Linked DNA regions of Bicyclus anynana: region 1 is linked to region 2. Evidence: chromatin contacts called from public Hi-C data. All regions are on one chromosome and are shown on one strand. The core of a region is the stretch at or near the end of the contact, and the rest is flanking DNA. Distances in the headings are between cores, read along the strand shown.

Region 1 (6,333 bases), core at 884-3,383, 140 kb after region 2:
CTTTGTCTACAATTTAGTGTTTATTTTTAACTTGTGTCTTATTGACATTTGACAATATTACATGACATTGACAGCTTACACAGATATGAATTCAATTCCAGGTCTTTTTATTTTCTGTTTTGAGCACTTTTACTATATTGTCTATGTTTAATTTGCAGACAAGGGAGCGAAACAGACGATTTTATTGAAAACAGGCTTACCATCAAAGTCCATAGCAGGATCTATTTTTGGTGTGAGGAATGCAATAAATAAGTTTAAATGGTAAATTCCTAGTGCATATGTGACTATATACCAGCCCTGTAAACATTTACAAAGTTTAAGTAAGTAATAATAATAATGTCAAACATTTGTGATTATTGCTAAATAATAAATGTAATACATGTATAGGCATTAGGAGTTATCACCAATATTTATCACTCAAGCAGAATTAATATTACACATTCAAATGTTAGCGCTAACTACTTGATGTCAATGACCCTATTGATCTGGGGTGTTAAAAAATTGTGACAACATCCTCTAATAGCAGATAATGACTGATACATTTCTGGACAACTAATGGAATATAATTATTTAGATATATCAAAGCAATAGTAAATGTAATATTGTGTTGTTGCTATATTATTTTTAAAAATCCATTATAATATATTCTTTAAAAGAATAAATTATGAAGCCTGTCTTATATGCTTATATTTGAGGAAAAAAGATTAACAGAACTAAATATTTATAAATTAGTGTGTATTCTATGTGTTTCAGGTCGGTTGGATCAGTATGGGGAAATAGTATGTTGTAGGTAATTATTATTAACTTTTTCTGCTGTCACTGAAGGTATTATCCAACAAGTTTCAGTTCAGAAGACGATTTCAAGACAGTGATGATTTAATTCAAGGTGTTGAAATAATAAAATTTTTGAGGTTCACTCAGAAACAGCTTTCATTAAAACACAACACTGGATTGGCACAGCCTTCAAACTGATTCTACATCAACTCAACTATTATATTCAAAATTTATTGATAACCTATATGGTTGCTGATGTAATTTTAATACTATAAAACATTCCATTGTATTTGTTATAGAGAGACAAATGGCTTCAGTATTCCATGGATTCACCATGTGGGTGCTGGGTGCATCATGTGGCACAGAGAAAAACAAAGGAGCCTGGGGCTTGTGACCCATGTGTAGGGTGAAGGAGCTTCTCCGTAACATGTCTACATTTGGTAATACCAAATTAGGTAATACCCTACTACAGCTACTTTGGCTACATATTCTAATATAGAGTTTACTGCAGTTTTAGTGAGCAAGTGAGCAAGAGATTTTGCTGGTATTCCTTTTGCAACCACTTCTATAGCATACAAACTAATTACATAGCCATGTTTAGTTACTTCATTTGTTAGGTTAGGTTTAGTTTAGTTAGTTAGGTTGACTTGTTTAAATACTTTTCTAGTGTAGAATCTCAGGATTCAATGATCATTTGAGTAGTGGTGTGAAAAAACAATAATAAACTCACTCGGTCATATTAGAGTGTAGATTAGAATATTGTTACAGTTGAAACATGCAATTATAATTTCAATGTTACAAAAAACTTACTTGTTTTAAAAATATTCGTAGGACGAATATAGCTAACAGTAATATACTGGCTGCCCATCGACTCTTTATATGTGGTGTCCATTTATCTAAGAGTCCTTGGTATATCTGTAAAATGAAACAGATTTATAAAGTACTGTTGTAAAAAATATTAGGTATTATTTTGTAACTTGCAGAATCAAACGAAAATAGCCATGTATATGTTAATTTATTATATATATGGGTAACTTGGCATTGATTTATTGAATAAACCTAGAATCTAGACCTAGAATAAGTTTTAAATTATTTGCATCAATTCCATTGAAAAAAATTGTAAGAGGTTGGTATTTTCCGAATGTGTAGGTATTGATATTTACAACAATATTTTGACAATGTAAAGAAACTTAGCACAACAAACAAAACAAAAGTTACTTGGGATATACGAGTCCATCCTTGAGATATAACACCTCTTCTGCTAGATTCGGAGGATAAAATATCGTTTCCGTCCATCATTGTAGGTGCCGTTTAATTACGCTTTCCTATCTATGACATGAATATCAATTATATATTTTTGAAAGATAGTTTTAACAAAGTATTTGATTTGCTCTACTTTTTCACTTTTTATAATCTAATTCACTTCAATTAAAAATATTATAACTTTGTAAAATATAATTAGCGATCTTGTCATCCATATCAGCTGACGTCTACAGAACAATGTTGCCTGAATTAAAAAAACTTGTACATATTACGTGTCAAATTGCTACCACACCCGAGACAAACACCACTCAACCGACCGACAAGCTACATTTACGTGGTCGTGGTCGGACTCGGAACCAATGAAGAAGATTAAGGAGGAACGGTCCTAAGTCAAGGAACATCCTAAGTTATCTTTAAAATTTTTAGTTATACAAGTACGATGAAAATATGAACCATAAGAGTAAAAATATGTTTGTCTCTTTCTCACCTACGTTGTTTTTAAAATGCTTTAAAGGATAACAAAATGTCAAACAGTTCTATGTATCTTTCAAAATTATTCTTATTACAAAGTTCCGCCTCGAAGCACGTAGGCGTCATTTAAAGAAATCATTTACGTCGGTACGTCCTGTGAAACTCCTATATGTACATCCGATTGTTTTTGACGTATGATGATGAATTATAATTTAAAAATTAATCAAAAAACATTTGCCGTAATTAGTACAGAATAAACAGATAGAGCGCAAGGAACACGACGCTGTCGTAGCTGCTCCAAATACTGCTCCTCGTAAACCGTTACCCCTCTGTCAAAGATCAAGAATCAATGATCTAACACGTTTATAAAAACTGTTTCTATAGAATCGGTGTTTCATTGTTGTAATCGTTTTCGTCGTGTAAAGAGCTCCTTAAAAGTGCCGGTTTGTGTAGTTGAATGGCATTTCTAAAAGAATCGATTCTTTTGACGTAACAGCAAAAAATCGATCTTGTAATCGAATATTCTATATATATATTCTGTGGATAGTCTAAGCGATGTGTTGGTTAGTCTGTGTAAAATTTACGCGTGTGTGTATTGCAAGTCAATTATATAGTTGTGTGTAGTGTATGGACACAGAATATACTTATTGGTGTTAAATGTTTTCAATGTGTGAGTTTACCTCGTCCCCCTCAAAAAACGACACGACAGACTTTTTTGTTGGTGAATTTGGGTGCGAAACAGGTCCATTCTTTTTAATGGTCTAAGGGTCTGGCTAATGTAAGTAGAGACTAAAATCACCCGCCAAATTAAAAAAAATCATCTAGACAAAAAAAGCATGCGTTTTCAAAATTTGTTTAAAATGATTTCTTTGTTTTTGAATACATTACTCCCTCCTGAGCAAATATGTTCCTTGATTACTACCTTTTATGTATTAAATTCACTTATTCCTATATATATGCACTGTAATTTTTTCCGATATTTTTTAAAACTTTCAATATTATTTAAGAAAAATGGGGCCCTAAGTTTTTAAATATTTTAAAAACTGTTTACAAAACCTAAAGAAAAAAGTATGTTTTACTGGTAATTATTGATTAATATATTAATTTAATTGTTGTTAGTGTTTTTAAATACAAATTATGGAAAAAGTACATCTATACGGTTTCTAGGAGAAGCGTGACGTTTGTATTTTCATGGGTTTCTATAGGTGTCAAAGGGTTTCAGTTTCACCGGTTTCACCAGGCTATAGGCCCCCGGACTACAGGAGCCCCTTACGTGTGAATGCAAATTTAGTAAAATGCAGGTAATCCACATCCCCTGGTTATGCGTGAGCCGAAAAGTTGAAAACGAACGTTAAGTCACTGTCTTATTTATTTTAAGCGAGCATTTTTGTTTCGTTTACTGTTCATTTGGGTCCCCATCTAATTTTGATACAAGGCCCTTCCAAGGCACGCTACGCCACTGTTGAACGCCCATACAAATCTAACGATTTCACTCCTCGTTTGTCGACGACGCCGGCATCGGTATCATTTAGTATGGGGCATTTTTGAGCGATCCGTGGCAACGCCGCAAAATAATCGCAAATGATCACAGATACCCTGTTACTTCTACAAAATTATTGCTTTACTATTAGCTTAATCTATATATATAATTTAAAAAATTCAACATTCCTGTTTTCCCTCTGGTCTGGTATTTTGGACTGACATCATAAAATAATTGTCTTTGATTGCAATATTGAGAATCAATGTTTTTCAATATTTTTATTTTTGTGATGTAGATCTATCTAGATATTAAAAATTAAACAAATGTTACTGCTTAGGAAATTTAATGAAATAATAATTGTTCTAGTTACATTTTTTACACATTTATATTACAAGTACATAAAGATATTTTGCTTTAGAAGTACCTACCTAAGTAGTCTATTGGAAATACTTACCTAAGGATTATGTGAAATAATAATTATAACATAGTTATTTTACCTTAACTACTACTAATACTATTATTGCAAGGGTTTATTTACAATTGTATTTTACTAAATATACAATAAAACAACTTATTCATACACTAGTATCATTGTTTTGAATATAAAGGAAATTTTGGTCCAGCTATATCCTATGCTAAGCACAACTTCTAAGGGATAAGTTGATATTGCTGTTACGAATACATTTGAGTTAACATAGGAATAAACAGTAGGAAATATTTAAATATTGATACCTACATATTCTAATAGTAGAGTTTACTCATAATCACTATATTTTTTCACACGCTAAATTACGCGTTTAATTAAAAAAAAATCACATTTTGATAGTTTTTCTCGAAAACATCTTATTAGTTAGTTTAAACACTTTCGAGTATACCTATATTTCATTACATATTTAAACTAATAGGTATCAAGTGATTTATCGCCAACATATTTCAATAATAAAAACAAATTAAAAAACTCAGATTCTCAAAATAAAAAAATAGAGAGACTTGTACTTAATGAAATATTGTTGTAAAAATAAATGCATATTTATAATAACTTGGAACATTCCATTCAAAACAAATTACTGAACACATTTTAATTTCAATTTCAAACAAATAAAATTACAAATTAGATATCGGGAGAAGATTACTTGTTACTGTAACACTCATCCTTCTTTATCTTTTGTCCAAGTGTCAAACTGTACAGTTTTCATAAAACCATTCACAACTGTCCATGTGTTGTCATTTGGCAAGGCACTCCAATGTTTTACATATTAAAAAAATATTTGTATGAAAATAAAGATATTTTCAGTCAATATGGAACAAAGTAATTCATCTCCGCGAATATGATTTGATTACAAAATGTGATCATATTATTTGTAGTTTTAACATTGAATTTTTAAATAACAATAACAAGGCAAATTAGTATGCTAAGATTTTTTTATACAATCCAAAAGTGTTATGATATGTTACACGCTTTATTTGACAGCTGAGAAGTTTTGAATTTGATTATTTGTGTTTGAAGCCACCCAGGAGCTGAATACATCTCTGAAAATAAAAGCATTCAAATTAATGGTTATTAATTAGCTAAAAAATAAAATCTAATATATAAAAAAAAGTAGTATTAGTAGTGTACTGAAAGAATATTTCCCATATGTTAAGATGAATTTTGGTTTTGTTTTAGATCCCTTATTAGGAAAAGAACATAATTAAGTTACATTTTGTCGCGAAAATACAATAAATAGGAAGAAATAAAAATTATAAAAAGTACTTCTTATTGTCAGTTCTTTATTTCGAGAACTTTGAAAATCAACCTAGGATGAATAGGGGTTGTAATGAAGACAAATGTTCTTTATAAAAAAATAAAAAAAAAACATTCTCGCGAACAAAGTCGCGGGCGTCAGCTTGTTGCTTTCGCATTATGCGTTTAATGTAAATAAAAATATAACAAGATGTTGTAATACCTGCAGTGACTAACAACACATTCATTGGAACAGTATTCATCCTCCCATTCGCTATTGGCTATAGCAGGATTGGTGCAGCCCTGGCGGATACATGACGGTGTACTTCGATTTTCGTTTTGCTGAAAAAATACAAGCATATTTAATATTTTTTTTATAATTTGATTGAACGAGCAGATGGGACAGCTGATGTTAAGTGGAAAACTGTTATCTGTCATAACCTTTTTGACGGCCTCCGTGGTGCAATGTGCGGTGGATTTACAAGACAGAGTTCTTAAAAGGAGACTAAAATACTATAGTCAGTACGGCCTATCAGGGTTATCAATTTTAGTTTCTTTATTTTGAACACATGGAAATAATTAATTACAAAGATTTAATTTAATGATAAAGTTTTTTTATAAT
Region 2 (6,776 bases), core at 3,851-6,350:
TAAAGATATTTTAAAAATTTTTGTTGGGGGTATTATATAATCGATACTGAAGCTAAACATATTTTTTTTCGATTTTTTGTCTGTCTGTTTGTCTGTGTTTTTTTGTTATTCGGGCAACACGCTGAAACTACTGAATGAATTCAAATGAAACTTGGCACCGTTTAAGACGATAATACGGAGAAGGTTATAGGATACTTTTTATTGCGAAAATATAATGAGATGGGGGTGAAATAGGTTGAAAGTTTGTATGGAAAGTCCTTCATTTTTAGAGTTATAATTTAAAAATGTGTTCATAAATCATAAAAATAATACGAAATATAAATGGTTTAAGTAAAATCTCAAATTGCGAATAAATGTATAGAATTCGACCAGTTTAGTATTATTATAAGTATAGATATAAATACAATGTCAAAGATCAAACCCACTATGATGATGAGTGATGACATTGAGATGGAAGTTCTCTTACATGAAACTATACTAAAGCCATACTCGAGGAATACTGTTTATCAACAAATAAATTAAAAATGAGGGTATAAATCGCTAGTCATTTCACACTTATTTTCACCTAATTATAATCAACTTGTTCTTAAATTAATGAAAATAAATTTGATTATTATGCTTAAAACAAATAGATATAGTTAATACATTTTGAATTATATTGTATAAAAAACAATACATAATTTTAAGTGAAAAAGTTATGAAATGGCATCCGTTTTTTACCCTCATTTCTAATTTGTTTGTTAGTAAGCAGTACTACTCGAGTATGGCTTTAGTATAGTTACAAAAATAAACTACATATTAAAACAAATTAATTTAATATTCTTGCCTCCATGATTCTCTCCACTGGCAGTAAGTGCATTTAACGAAACTGATGTTTTTACATATCCTGGGCTGACTACAGACACATCAATATTGTGTTGGTGCATTTCAGACCGCAGAGAATCAGCAAAAGCCTGGAGCGCAAATTTAGAAGCAGCATATGCAGAACGATCTGGTAGTGCTATGAGTCCTTGTACTGAACTAATAAACACTACATGTCCACTTTTTCTATCAGCCATTTTAGGTAACACAGCTGAAACAAAACAAAGTTGGTTTTATTAATCCATAACTACTTGTATACACAAATTTTGGGCTTCTGATAATCATTACATAATCTATACTAATATTATAAAGAGGTAAAGTTTGTAAGTTTGTCACATTTTTTAAATGGGGTAATCTTCGGAACTACTGGTCCGATTTTAAAAATTCTTTCACCAGTAGAATGCTACATTATCGGGGAGTGCTATAGGCTATATTTTATATAGGTATCATATATATTAGCCGAGTTATCACAGTTTTTTTCATACAGGTCGGACTGAAAATCCTCTTAAACAGATTTATTCGCATGCGCTGCCTTAACTATTGTGTAAAATTTAAATTAATGTATGGAGACTTTATATATCTTTAAAATTTCTACAAAAAAGTCCGCGGCACCATATATCTATCTTCTATATATTAGCAGATATAGTATCTTTTGTGTTTTAAAAATTATGAATTTTATATACTTAGGTTTACGTCATTATTTATACAACTAAACTTTAATCCATATTAAAATAAATTATTAAATAATCACAAGGATATTATGGAGATAAGATTTGCCCTTTACAGTATGTTAATTACTTAAATAGTTTCGGAGATAATACAAAATTTCTAAAGGACGCAGAAATTCCGCTATATGACGCCCCGCGCTTCCATTTACGTAGTTCCCGTTCCCGTGTGAATATGGGGATCAAACATAGCCTATGACACTCGCAAATAACGTAGCTTTCTATTGGTAAAACAATTTTCCAAATCGGTCCAGTAGATCCAGAGATTACCTCCTACAACCACACGAACTTTACCTCTTTATATTATTAGCATAGAAGTCTCTATTTCTCTTGGTCATACCACCACTCTCGAAGGACTGAACTGATTTTGCTAATGGTAGGAGTAAGATAGAGAAGTTACAGGGTAGGGTAGGATACGGGTAGGGAAGCGTAGGGGTAGTGTAGGGGTAGAGTAGGCTTAGGGCCGGGTTTAGGATAGTGGTAAGGTAGTGGTACGGGTAGGATAGGGAAGTGGTAGGGTAGGGGTAGGATAGGCGTGAGATAGGGGTACGGGTGGGATAGGGGTAGGAAAGGGATAGGGTACGGGGAGGGTAGGGGTAGGATGGGGGTAGGGGTAGGGTAGAGTAGGGTAGGGGTAGGGTAGATGTAGGGGTTGGGTAGGGTAGGGTAGGGATAGTGGTAGGGTAGGGGTAGGGTAGGGTAGGGGTAGTAGTAAAGTTGACATCGAAATTTACGCGGACGAAGTCGCGGGCGCCCGCTAGTATAATATATTTATATAAATAAATGATTATTAATTAGTAATAAAAAATCGGACTGCAGTGAAACTAGGACTCGCCCACCAAGGTTTCCGCACATTATTTGCTTGATGATTCATTACTTCACACTAAAACTTTTTAATACCTAAGAATATATTTTATATAAAAAAACTATACTTTTATGATTGAGGACTGTTAAATGGTATTATAATAATTAATTTAACAGACTGCGCGCACGACAAATTTGCGCGTGACCAAAATCGGAACTAATCAAAAATGCCGCCATCTTGTCGTCTATCTCTATCTATCTCTTGGTGGGTGAAAGAGATCAATAATGCTGGCAACATAATTGCGCCGCCAGACTTATCTTGCGCGCACTCTACATGAAATTCACTGTTGTGCATAACAGCAATAACAACATTGTTACTGCTCATGAGTGCTCAAATACAGTGCCAAAATAGATAACAGTGTTGCCAACTTCATGACAAAAATAAACAATTATTAGAATTATTGAATTTTGAATTAGAACTTATAATTCAATTATTTAAACTGATTAATTAGTTCCTGATTCTATTCTAACAGTACCCAGTCTGAAGCTAAGCCCAAACTAAAAAAAATAGCTTTTAAACATTACCTTTAGTCAATCCTACTGAACCAAAATAGTTTGTATACATAATTTTTTTATCCACTTCCAATGTAGTGTAAAGGATTGAACCTCGGTGAGACACTCCCCCATTGTTAATTAGTATGTCAATATGACCACAAGCATCATATATATTTTTTACAAATGGCTCACACTGGCGTAAATCTGCCAAATCCAATTCCAACACAATTGGTTCTTCTGTTTTTGAAGACTGAAAGCAGAAAATATTCCAAATTTATAAATATGTATGTAACACATCTTTGTGGGTAAAGCATCTTCCTTCTGTGATGCTAACATGCGCCCAAAGATATTCTATATAAAGTTTTAACCAACGGCGGCATAGTAGTCCCATCCCAATCTCTTTCATCCCAACACAAGATATATTGTTTGGTCACATTTACAAAATATAAGGTTATGGGCCTCCTGTGCTTAAAATTAACAAAGCCTTGCTAACCACTTTTTAGTTATTTAATTTGTACAAGTTGACTAACACAAAATAATAATATCCTGAGAATTGCACTTTGCTTATGCAGGGTTTTAAAATAATCTGAAATGTACTTACAAGTTTCTTTGACAGTAGATCTTCTTTAACTCTTTCCAGCTCAGTTTTTCTTCTCGAAGCTAGAATAACTTTGCAACCATATTCATAGAAAATATGAGCTAAAGCCTCTCCAATACCTGAACTGGCACCAGTAATAACAACCACCTGTAAAACATATTTACTTATTAATTTGTTTCATCAAACAAGTAGAATTTAAAATAATTTATATTACTGTGTTGCTAACAATGAATAAACATATTTATAATCATCGCATTGTAAAATCACTCAGTTGATTTTTTTACTGGTATAATCAAGTTCTGCAATGAGTATTAAAATTCATGAAAAAATTAAGCAATATTTTAATGATTAGATCATTAAATAAATAACATTAAAACAGTTAAAATGAGAGACTTAAGAGTATTAATATGAAGTGTTTACATACGAAATGAGTAGCATTTTGTTTTACTAGCCTCTGTGGTTAGGAATTCCAATTTGAAATTTATACATTTATACTATTATGCTATTATTTACTTAGGCTTTTGTATTTCAGAAACACTAATTAATTTGTTTTTTCTCTTATGGCTTTTTTCTTTGTGTCACTCAGTTTACAAAATGGAAAACTTGGAATATAGCATTATTTATGAGTAACAAGTTCCATCTTGGCACCAGTACTGCAGAAATGACTCTAAGGATTAATGATGTATATGGTGGCTGTGTTGTAATAGAAAGCACAGTGTGTTTTTAATTCAAAATTTTTGTTCTGGAAATTTTGATCAATACAAGCCTGGTGGACGGCCAGTGACCAAAGTTGATAATGAAGATTTGAAAGATCATTGTGGAAAGGGATCCATCACAAACCACGTCTGAGCTAGCTGCAGGCTGCGGTGTTAGTGAAAAAATTGTTTTAATCCACTTAAAGCAATTGAGAAGGTGAAACAGCTTGAAAGGTCGGCGGACCTTGCTCCAACACAATACATTTTTTTTTTAAATTTGAATAAAGGGAAGAATTCAAATCTGATGAGACAGTCGAAAAAGTACCTTCAAAGATTTATATTGACCCAATGGTTTATTTATTAAAGGGATCAATGAACTTATTCTTGGGACTTATATTTAAAACAATAAATTCATATATTTTCCTCACCTTTCCTTCTAAAGCAGCTCTTCGTCTGCGATTTGTTGATTGTGAGCAGATACGAAACATGGTGAGCCCAACAGCCAGCGGAAAACCAATGTACTTGAGATACCAGTTGAGCGAGTTTTCATTAATGACTTTAATCACAGACATCGTTAACTTATACCAAGGTCTGTGTGCAATAAGTACCTTCCCAAGTGAAGGAAAACTTGTGAAGGTCGAACGGTGAAGGTGATAACTTTGTTTTCAGTTATGACCCACGATAAAACGCTATAATGTATCATAAAAATTAAAAGTTGACTTGATTATCGCACGAGATTATCTTCAAAGCTTTAAACAAAAACATCAATCATCATTATCATTATTGTTTTCGGGTCTGTGGATGAATTTGAATAAAATTAAAAACATTAAAAACAAATCAAATCAAGTGTTTGTGATCACAGACGACAAATAAATCCATAGATTTACGATTCGGTACAAGTACCTAAATCATATATCAAAAATGAACGTTTGTAATCTGTCACTACACCAAGAAACATAATTACTATCTTTTTAGCCGTTTGTGATTACTACAATAACAAACATTTTTTTTTATTTTACTGTCCTGGATACCAGCAGGCATATTCACTGTGTCTTTGACTTAAGCTACTCGTAGTTGACATTTAGTGTTTTTGTATGTTTTTTAGTAAGTTTAATAAAGACTTATTCAATGGAGAAGGACTATTTTAAAAGGAAAAGATAAGGTAATGTTTTTTTTTTCGTGTTCAGTAAGTGCCGATGGCTCCATGTGGGACCACTACGGCGTCACCGGAGGGTTTGGGCGAGCGCAGAAGCATCGCCTGATGAGACCCGAAGGCTGAAATAAAGATAGAGGACGGAACGGCTTTCTAAGGGCATCTCCTATGAGACGCGGACCTCGGCTTAGAGGGCCATTCGGTGTAACCGTGACCTGAGCGAATCAGTCCGGATGTAGCGTTATTCATAAAAATATTATTATATTATTATTTTAGCTTATCTACATTAATATTTAGTTCGTAGATTATCTATAAGTTTACAACGTACCAAATTGTCAGTTAACATGTGCGCACACACATGTGGCGCGCACATGCCGATACTAACCACTCAACAGCACATTACTAACCCAATGTATTTAGTTATATTAAACCAGTTGAACAGTAAACGGCGATCGATAAACACGCTTTTCTTTGCCACCTTACCTTCTTACCATACGCGGCAAACGGACGTCCCCGAGATCGTGAGTTGGAAAACCCACGTCCGGGTGACGTTAGATATCGGGGACATCGTCTTCGCCGGCGAAGACGCTGTGTTGCTTGTGATTGTGTTGCCCGGAAAGCATTGTCGGTCGTCATGTCATCGTCTGGATCGTAAAGGACGTTTTTGGGACGCCCTTGAAGTTAGCGTTAAGGTTGGGAGTGTAGTTGCAGGCCTCAACCACTAGTTGGTTGGGATGGATGGCAGCTCTGTCGAAATAGTTTCGAGAGAGCTGTTTTATGTAACTAGCTATTGAAGGTAAATCTAAGTCTCTATGGAGGTCGTTATTGCGTATAAACCACGGTGCGCCCGTGCGCCGTGATTTGTCGCAGAAACCGGTTTTGCAATGTTTGGAGCGACTTTAGGGTCGTTTTGTGACGGTGGGCAAATACTACACTAGCGTAGATTAAGATCGGACGGATCGTGGTTTTATAAAGCGTTAGCTTAGAACGGAGAGACAATTTGCTTTTCTTGTTAATCATCGCATAAAGGCGGTGCATTACGTATGCAGCCTTTTTCCTCGCTTTATTGATGTGCATGGAGAAGCTCATGCGGTTGTCAAAGGTTACGCCTAGGTACTGGGCAGTACATTGCCAGGGGATGGGAGCTCCGTAAAGGAAGACTTCTTTGAGTCCGGGTTTGTTTCGAGGGACCGGTTTGCCAGTGAAAAGCACTGCTGCGCTTTTCTCTGGGTTGACTTCTATCCGCCAGAGGCGGAGCCATTTGCCTATAATGTTAACTGCCTTCTGGAGGCGGACTCTAATGGAACGCCGGTCTATGGCCGTCGTGTGTACAGTGTACAGTGGTGGTGTGTACAGTGGTGTACGGTGTCATCCGCGAACTGTGC

Evidence for each region. Hi-C and Micro-C count contacts between places; a contact is called where the count stands out from the background.
Region 1: a contact with region 2 is called in a Hi-C map of whole body, with 2.6 times the contacts expected there. The contact joins the promoter of LOC112052714 here to the promoter of LOC112052624 in region 2. A contact is called at or near these places in 2 of 2 Hi-C or Micro-C datasets (whole body and whole larva).

The regions. Positions count from the first base shown.
Region 1 is chr5:9,932,273-9,938,605 of ilBicAnyn1.1, forward strand. LOC112052714 (protein RER1) reads right to left here and starts at 2,134. Exons shown (of 5, transcript XM_024091897.2): 1 at 1,993-2,134; 2 at 1,585-1,689; 3 at 201-297. The coding sequence starts at 2,073. It overlaps LOC112052737 (a long non-coding RNA gene), which reads left to right. Exons shown (of 4, transcript XR_008250850.1): 2 at 159-320; 3 at 754-790; 4 at 1,074-1,813. LOC112052747 (TOX high mobility group box family member 3) reads right to left here. Exons shown (of 15, transcript XM_052881661.1): 14 at 5,935-6,053; 15 at 4,315-5,518. The coding sequence ends at 5,449.
Region 2 is chr5:9,789,909-9,796,684 of ilBicAnyn1.1, forward strand. LOC112052624 (dehydrogenase/reductase SDR family protein 7-like) reads right to left here and starts at 5,101. Exons shown (of 5, transcript XM_024091778.2): 1 at 4,667-5,101; 2 at 3,547-3,690; 3 at 2,976-3,195; 4 at 827-1,072. The coding sequence starts at 4,810.